2 separate regions of the Sus scrofa genome follow, and region 1 is linked to region 2. A link is a contact called in public HiChIP or PLAC-seq data. All regions are on one chromosome and are shown on one strand. Each heading gives the region's core, a stretch centred on a gene start, on an enhancer-like site or on the middle of the called end of the contact. The rest is flanking DNA. Distances are from core to core; before and after follow the strand shown.

Evidence for each region. HiChIP or PLAC-seq counts read pairs in DNA pulled down with a chosen protein or histone mark.
Region 1: an H3K27ac HiChIP or PLAC-seq map of alveolar macrophages shows a contact between it and region 2. The contact joins the promoter of HMGN2 here to the promoter of AUNIP in region 2. A contact is called at or near these places in 2 of 2 datasets of contacts at active chromatin or transcription factors (alveolar macrophages and skeletal muscle).

What each region holds. Positions count from the first base shown.
Region 1 is chr6:83,855,769-83,859,480 of Sscrofa11.1, reverse strand. HMGN2 (high mobility group nucleosomal binding domain 2) reads right to left here and starts at 2,367. Exons shown (of 7, transcript NM_001244114.1): 1 at 2,356-2,367; 2 at 1,091-1,188; 3 at 62-106. The coding sequence starts at 1,105.
Region 2 is chr6:83,315,154-83,318,633 of Sscrofa11.1, reverse strand. AUNIP (aurora kinase A and ninein-interacting protein) reads left to right here and starts at 1,992. Exons shown (of 3, transcript XM_013999063.2): 1 at 1,992-2,417. The coding sequence starts at 2,334. It overlaps PAQR7 (progestin and adipoQ receptor family member VII), which reads left to right. Exons shown (of 3, transcript NM_213739.1): 3 at 1-222. It also overlaps the pseudogene LOC110261117.

The sequences.
Region 1 (3,712 bases), core at 1,118-3,617, 540 kb before region 2:
TTAATTACTGCCAAAGGAGCCCAAGGCTTTTTGACCCAAAAGAAGTGAAAGTAAGACTTACTTCGTCCTTCACCTTGGCTTTATCCCCTTTAGCATCCCCTTCAGCCTATAAAAAACAAAACCGAAGAAAGTTGCAGCTTCTGAAGCAATTCTTAACGGTTCACTAAGCTTAGCAAAGTCCTAAGGGGAGAAAAAAGAAATCGAAGAGAATCTGGTACACAGTATTTCTAGGACATACAAATGGGGTTTGTAGCATCCCCAGCTCCTATGCAAATCCCTGAAGTGCTCAGAAAGCTCCAGGGGTGCTCTTATGCGTCTGCTTCACGCCGGATCTGGCCCAAAGCACGCAGGGACGCTGGGTGTCCGAAACCCAGCGGCCCCGGGAAGCCCGCGCAAAGCTGGAGCAAGGCGCGCAAAGCGCAGCCCGCGCCGCCGCGCCAGGCAGAAGCAACAGCTGCAGAAGGAGCTAACAAACCCCTCGGAGGCGGGGCTGGAGAGCCGTTGCCATGGCAGCCGTCGAGGGCGGGAGACGGAGGCGCACGCAGCCGGGGGAACTCGTGGGCGGCAGCGGCGCGCACCAGCGCGAGTCTCGTGCGCTGGGTCCGTGGGCGGCGCGCGAGTGGAGGAGGGGCCAACCCGAGAAGTCCCGCCCTCAGGGGGAGGGCCCCGCCCCCTCACGGCGGCAGTTTTTTGGCGGCAGCGCGTTCCCCCGCCCGCCAACCCCGAACGCCGCCTTCCCGCCCTTTCGGGTTTGAATTGCCCGCCCGCGGGGAGGGGAGGGGGCCTGGGGATGGGGGGGAGGGGGCGCGAGGCGGGCACGTCGAGCCCAGGGGAGCGGGATAAACAGCCGCCAACATGGCTCCTCCCGCCGCGGCCGCCGCTCCTCCAATATGGCCTCTGGCGCCCGCGGGCAGCCGAGCCGCGCAGGGTTACCCCGGGGCCGCCTGACACCGCCTCGAGCCACCGCGCCGGGCAGCCGAGCCTGCTTCAGCTCGGCGCCGATTCTCGCGCCCCAAAGCCGAGGAAGCGGCGGCGGCAGCATTGGTGATCACGGCGGCGGCCCAGAGCCTGGGGCCCTCGCGCCACGTACCTTTCTCTTGGGCATGGTGACGGCGGCGGGACGTAGGCGCTGGACACGGGGATGCAGTGGCGCGCGAGCTTTGGTCGGTCCAGGGGTCGCTCTCGCCTCTTCTTCACACTGCTCGGGCTCCGGGGGGTTTATAAAGTTTTTATAGCGCTGGGAGCCCCGGACCGGTTAGAACCGGATTTCACCTCCCGCCGCCGCTCATTGGCCCAGCTGGGGTCACGTGGGCGGGGTTTAAACTCACCTCCTCTGGAGGGAGTGAGGAGGGGGGTATGGGGGGGAGGGCGCGCGAGACGGCGGCGCGCCTAGGGGTGGGGGCGCAGTGGGGGAGGCGCACATCGAAGGCTATAGTTGAGAGGGGGCTGCGAGTCGGCGGGCTGTGGGTTTCGGCTCCCGCCAAGAGCTGGCTTTTGCAAACTACCAAGTTCCTTCCACCTTATGCAACCGAGCTATCCACTTCTCCAAGCCGTGCGACACTTAGGGCGCATCTCAGCCGCTTTCCTTCCTGTTCCCGCTGGGGGCCCCAGAAGAAAGGTTTGCTCAGCCTGGCCGCAATGTCCTTTGCCGGAGGCGGGAAGAAGCGCGCGGCTTCGAGGCACTGGTTGCAGTTCCCAGGGCCAAGGCTGACGCCGAAGTGGGAAAAGAGTGGAGAAGCCAGCTTGGCGCAGCTGGACGTGCATCCTTCCAAACCTCCACTCGGAGGAAGCTTTTCATGCACCTCACCTGGAAAGCGGTCCACTCGAGGTGGGTAGGGGTTCGAGGGGGGCACTTTACAAGCAGAGGTACATTTCGGGTGCAGTGGGGCAGGTAGGAGCTGTCCTTTCAGCACCCGTTGCTCAGCTGCCTCCCCAAGTATCAACGAAGCCCCCCAAAGCTTGTCGAGTGCCTCCCTTAGGTCCTTGTATTCCCACATCTCAGAACCCCGCCACAGAATGACGGAGAGTGGCCGCCAAGAAGGCTTACTAGCACTCCCCTCCCCCTAAGCTCCTCCCGCTTCGGAGACATCAAGCTCAGCTGCCCCCACCCGACGCGGTCACCAAGCCTGGGCGCTGCAAACGCAGCTGGCGAAATCCCTCCTTCCACACTGGCAGACTGGCTTCCTTTCACTTGCGCGAGGAAAAGGACAGTGGAGGAACGCGTCCGGGGGATTAGGAAACAAGTAGAGGAACAGGTGTTGAGATGGCAAAAGGGCTTTTCCAGTGGCTCCCCCTCCTCCGCCCCCAAAGCTAGGGATCTTGGAAGTAGCCAAGTGCACCTTGAGGGAGGTAGACAATTGCTGCAGCAAAACACAGTCTACTCTTGTACTGTTCGCAAACAAGTTTTACATCTAAGAATTTTTAAAATTCTGTTTGACACCCAAGAGAATACAATACGATAAATATCCTCAAGTTGGGGCTTGGCTCACAGGTGGGAGGACATTTAAATAGGTCCCACCTAGTTTCTTGAGGCAAGAGTTGAGCTGGTTTGTACAAATCACACCAGTAGAAAGCACCCACAAGGAGTTCATGTCAACTATTTGCAGTCGCTGTGCCTGTACAGCAGTGGTCCTCAGCCTCTTCTCCTCCCCACCCCTTCAGTGCCTCCTGAGGCAGCCCCTCCTCACCACACCCCACTGTGTACCTTTCCCAGAACACAGGACCTCAGGCCAAAGAGATACCAGCCTGATTAATCACTTCTGCTGTACCCCAATCTACACTGGAGAAAGTCAGACCCAGAAAGGAGACAGGACTCAACAATCATGCTCACAGGGCAGATTCCGTTTGCTGCCTCCAGCCCCTCTTTCCCGCCTTAATTGTAGGGCTCTGCATAACAGCCACATAATTCATGCCTCCCTAATTAAGGCTGTCAACAGCCCCATTGTAAAACTGGAAAATGTACAGCACCTGCTCTCTGGGAACCCTGTGCCAGGGATTGGTAGTGGGGAGTGCCAGGTGTGTGTGGGGGACTTGCCAAAGGGTACATTGATTGGCTTCTCAATCGCAGTGTCTGGCATTATGCTTGATTCTGGGAGCAGGGATGATGGCCAAGGAGTCTCTTGTGCCAGGTATCCAGGCATAGGAAGGGGAGGAGCAGACTGGAGTATAGTCAAGTTAGGGGTTTTAAAGAGTCTGCTCTTAGTACTGCTTGCAAGGCCCCACCTCACCCCTAGAGGGGGGTGCTGGGGAATCGGTTTGCAGAGAGTAAAATGTGAAGACTAAACAGAGTAGCTCTTGGGTGGTATTACCAGCTGGTGCTTGCTGCTCTGGGGCACCTGAAGCATAGAGTTGCTCAGGCCGACAGCTCTTCAAAGGCACTAATCCTCTCAGCAGCTCCTCAGTGAGGCCTGGGAGGGAGAGGTAAGGGAAAGGACACAGCCTTTCACTTGGCCCTCTTCTCCCTGCTGGGCAGCCTTGGCCTCACAAGCTGAGACTGCCATGCTGAAAATATATTGTCTCATGGGCCTACTTAGGGGCCCAGGTCAAACACGGACAGAAGCCTCAAAGAGTAAGGAGGTGGGAAGCAGAGTTGAGATGCAGAGGGCAGGAGGCAGTCAGTTGGGAGAAGTGCTTGTTTCTGTGCTCTTGGTCTTGACGTGTTCCAGGGAAGGAGGCCTGTGCTGGGTTAGATTCGCCAGGGCCTAAAGGCCCT
Region 2 (3,480 bases), core at 743-3,242:
AAGCACTGAGGAGGGAATAAGTAGTACTGCCTGGGACCCTCAGGGTCTTGGGTTGGGAAGGGTGACTAGGAGTTTGCAGATGGAAAAGGAGAAGGGTATTCCAGGAAGAGGGAAAAACCTGTCCGAAGACTAAGAGGTGTGGAAGGGAGAGTTCACTGGGGTTGGAGTGAGGGGTAGTTTGGGCCTTGACATGTCCTGGGTGCAATAAAGTGACTGTGGTAACAGATGCCTCTTTGTTTTTTGTGTCCTATCCTAGAGAGGGGACCCTGGTGCCCCTTTAGGCCTGCTCAGGGTGTTGGAGGAGGTTTTCAGGGGGAAGCTGAGGGTGGGCACAGGGAGGAGGGGGTAGTTCCTGCTTTATCTTTGCCTGGGGTTGGGGTTGGCACCTTATTCACTATGTATGTGAACTTTTTTTTTGGTGGGATAGGTAGAGGCAGTTTTATCACTAAATAAGTTTTAGAAATTAAAAGAATGTGGGAATTCCCATTGTGGCTCAGGGATAATGAACCCGACTAGTATCTATGAGGATGCAGGTTTGATCCCTGGCTTTGCTCAGTGGGTTAAGTATCCGGCATGTAGGTTGCAGATGCAGCTTGGATCGCAAGTTGCTGTGGCTCTGGCATAGACCGGCAGCTGTAGCTCTGATTCGACCCCTAGCCTGGGAACTTCCATATGCTGCATGTGTGCCCCCCCCAAATTAAAAGAATGTGGGAGTTCCCGTCGTGGCGCAGTGGTTAACGAATCCGACTAGGAACCATGAGGTTGCGGGTTCGATCCCTGCCCTTGCTCAGTGGGTTAATGATCCAGCATTGCCGTGAGCTGTGGTGTAGGTTGCAGACGCGGCTCGGATCCTGCGTTGCTGTGGCTCTGGCGTAGGCCGGTGGCTACAGCTCCGATTCAACCCCCAGCCTGGGAATCTCCATATGCCGCGGGAGCGGCCCAAGAAACAGCAACAACAACAACAACAAAAGACAAAAAAGACAAAAAGACAAAAAAATAAAAAATAAAAAATAAAAGAATGTGTTTAAATATATACTTTGACAAAGATTTCAATTTTGGACTTTCAATCAAGGATCTTTATGTTAACTTTTTATAATGTTGTTATATGTTAATGTTTACACTATTGCCATTTCCACAGTACACAAGCAATATAGATCAATATATGTACAGTGAGGGAAATTAGGAAGTACAGGTAAGCAAAGCAAAAAAAAAAAAAAAAAATCCTGGATGAAAAAAAAGTAACACTCCATTGCTAAAATAACCTGTTATATATATTACATCTATAGAGATTGTGGTTACAGATAAAAGAAGGATGGATGGGTTACCAGCGTTTTTTGCATTTCTGAAGAGCTTTCAGAATATACAAAATACTTTCACAAAACTTAATCTTTAAAATCCAACGCCATAGAGTAAGTGGTGAAAGCAGGACTGAAAGCTAGTTCCTGACTCCAAATTTTTAGTTTTCATTCTCCTTAACGTTTTCTAAATCCTCTCCCATGTGGTTTCATAGTTAAACTTTTTTTTTGTTTTGAATTACAAAAGTAATCCATTTAGGGTAGTCTTGAGGACCCCAGCTTTGGAGTTGGAGGACCAGAGCTTCAGCTCCTCCTCTTCCTTTTGAGATGTTCTTGAAGATTCACCTGTGAGACATGGCAAACTCTGAGCCCTGATGGTTATAAGAAAGTGCAACTAACTCAGCAAAAAGAAAACGCGCATTCCTTGTGCAACGTCGGGAACACGTTCATATAGCACAGTTTCAGAATACAATTCTTTTTTTTTTTTTGGTGCTTCTTAGGGCCGGACCGAAGGCATATGGTGGTTCCCAGTCTAGGGATCAAATCGGAGCTATGGCCCCGGCCACAGCCACAGCCACCCTGGATGCGAGCCGCATCTGCGACCTACACCACAGCTCACACCACAGCTCACAGCAACGCCGGATCTTTAACCCACTGAGTGACGCCAGAGATCGGACTGCGTCCTCACGGATGCTCGTCACATTCGTTTCCGCTGAGCCAGGAAGGGAACTCCCGGAGTACAACTCTTGAATGAGAAATCCGTAAAGAACGCGCCTTGGTAACTGGAAAGGCTCACGACGAATCAGATCTGTTGAGGTGGTAGTGAAGGTATCCATCCCATTGGGCTTAGGAGAGGGGCGGAGCCTGAGCTGGGGCGGAGCTGACGCTGGGGGCGGTGCCTGCGCCGGGCGGACGCGCCGTTGCTCCACCCCCAGCGTTGGCGCGAGATCTAAACTTCGGCGGGGTCTGTTATGGTGGTTCCCTAAGGCGGCCTGAGACTCAGCGGTGAGTTGCTTCGGCTTGTTCTCTTCACCGGCCATGAGGCGGAGAGGCCCGGAGGAGGAGGAGGAGGCCTGCGGCGTGTGGCTGGACGCGGCGGCGCTGAAGAGGCGGAAAGCGCAGGTGGGGTGTCGGGGCCAGAGGGGTTGGTGGGGAGGGTTTGGGGCCCCGAAGGCATGAGAAGGGAGGAGTTTGGGGGGGACAAGAAGGTGATGGGGGTAAAGTCGGGGGCCGAGTCGGAACAACTTTGGAAGTTTAGGGGAGAGAGGGATTGGAGTCTGAAGAAGGTTGAAAAGCAGGGTTTGGGAGGAGTGAAGAGAAAATGGGGGCGGAAGGCAGGCAGGCCGTGGAGGGATGTGGAGACCCTGGGGCAGCGAAGTTTCGAGGTGAGGGGAGAAGGTGGAGGGAAAATTTGCCCGGAAGAGCGTAATGGAGCAGACTCCTTAGGAGCTCACAGCCCCTACGGGACGGTAGCTGAGGATGAAGTGTGGAGGGCTGGCTGCTTATGCAAACTTGGCTAGTTCTTGCCCTGTGGGTCCCTCCTTGCCAGGTTGCCGGCCATTTACCTGCCCAGAACTTGTAAACTGTAGGGGGTAAAAAATAGATGAGACTGGAAGGGGAGCTGGCCTGATATTTATTGAGCATCCTCTGGGTGCCAAAAATACTGTGTTAAGTATTTAATGTGTATTATATGTAGCATCTCCCTTAGCGGAATAAGGAAACGCAGGTGAGGTAATTAACCCAGGTTCACCCAACTAGGAGAATTGAAAATTACACCCAGGTTTGGCACATATGCAAGAGTCTCTGTTAGTTATTACAGAAAAGCAAAAGGATGCTATAATAGTTCATGTTTATTGAGCATTTTAAGCTGGAGATTGTGCTATTTCAGATGAATTACCTTGTTTGGTACTCATCTACACAGTAGTGATATAATGATATTCATTTTACACTTGAAAAATAGCTTCAAAACAGACCCTAAGGGCAGGATTCTTCCTCAAGTTTATTACAGTCTTGTGGGGGAAGAAAACAGATGTATACATAATAGCAATATGTAATTTATTGAGTGCTTACTATGTGTCAGGCACTTTGCTGGTATATCACATGCCTTATAAGTGGCAGATACTCAAAAAGTTTGGTGAGACAATCTCCAGGTGGTGGTGGTGGTGGAGGTGGTGGAGGGGGAGCC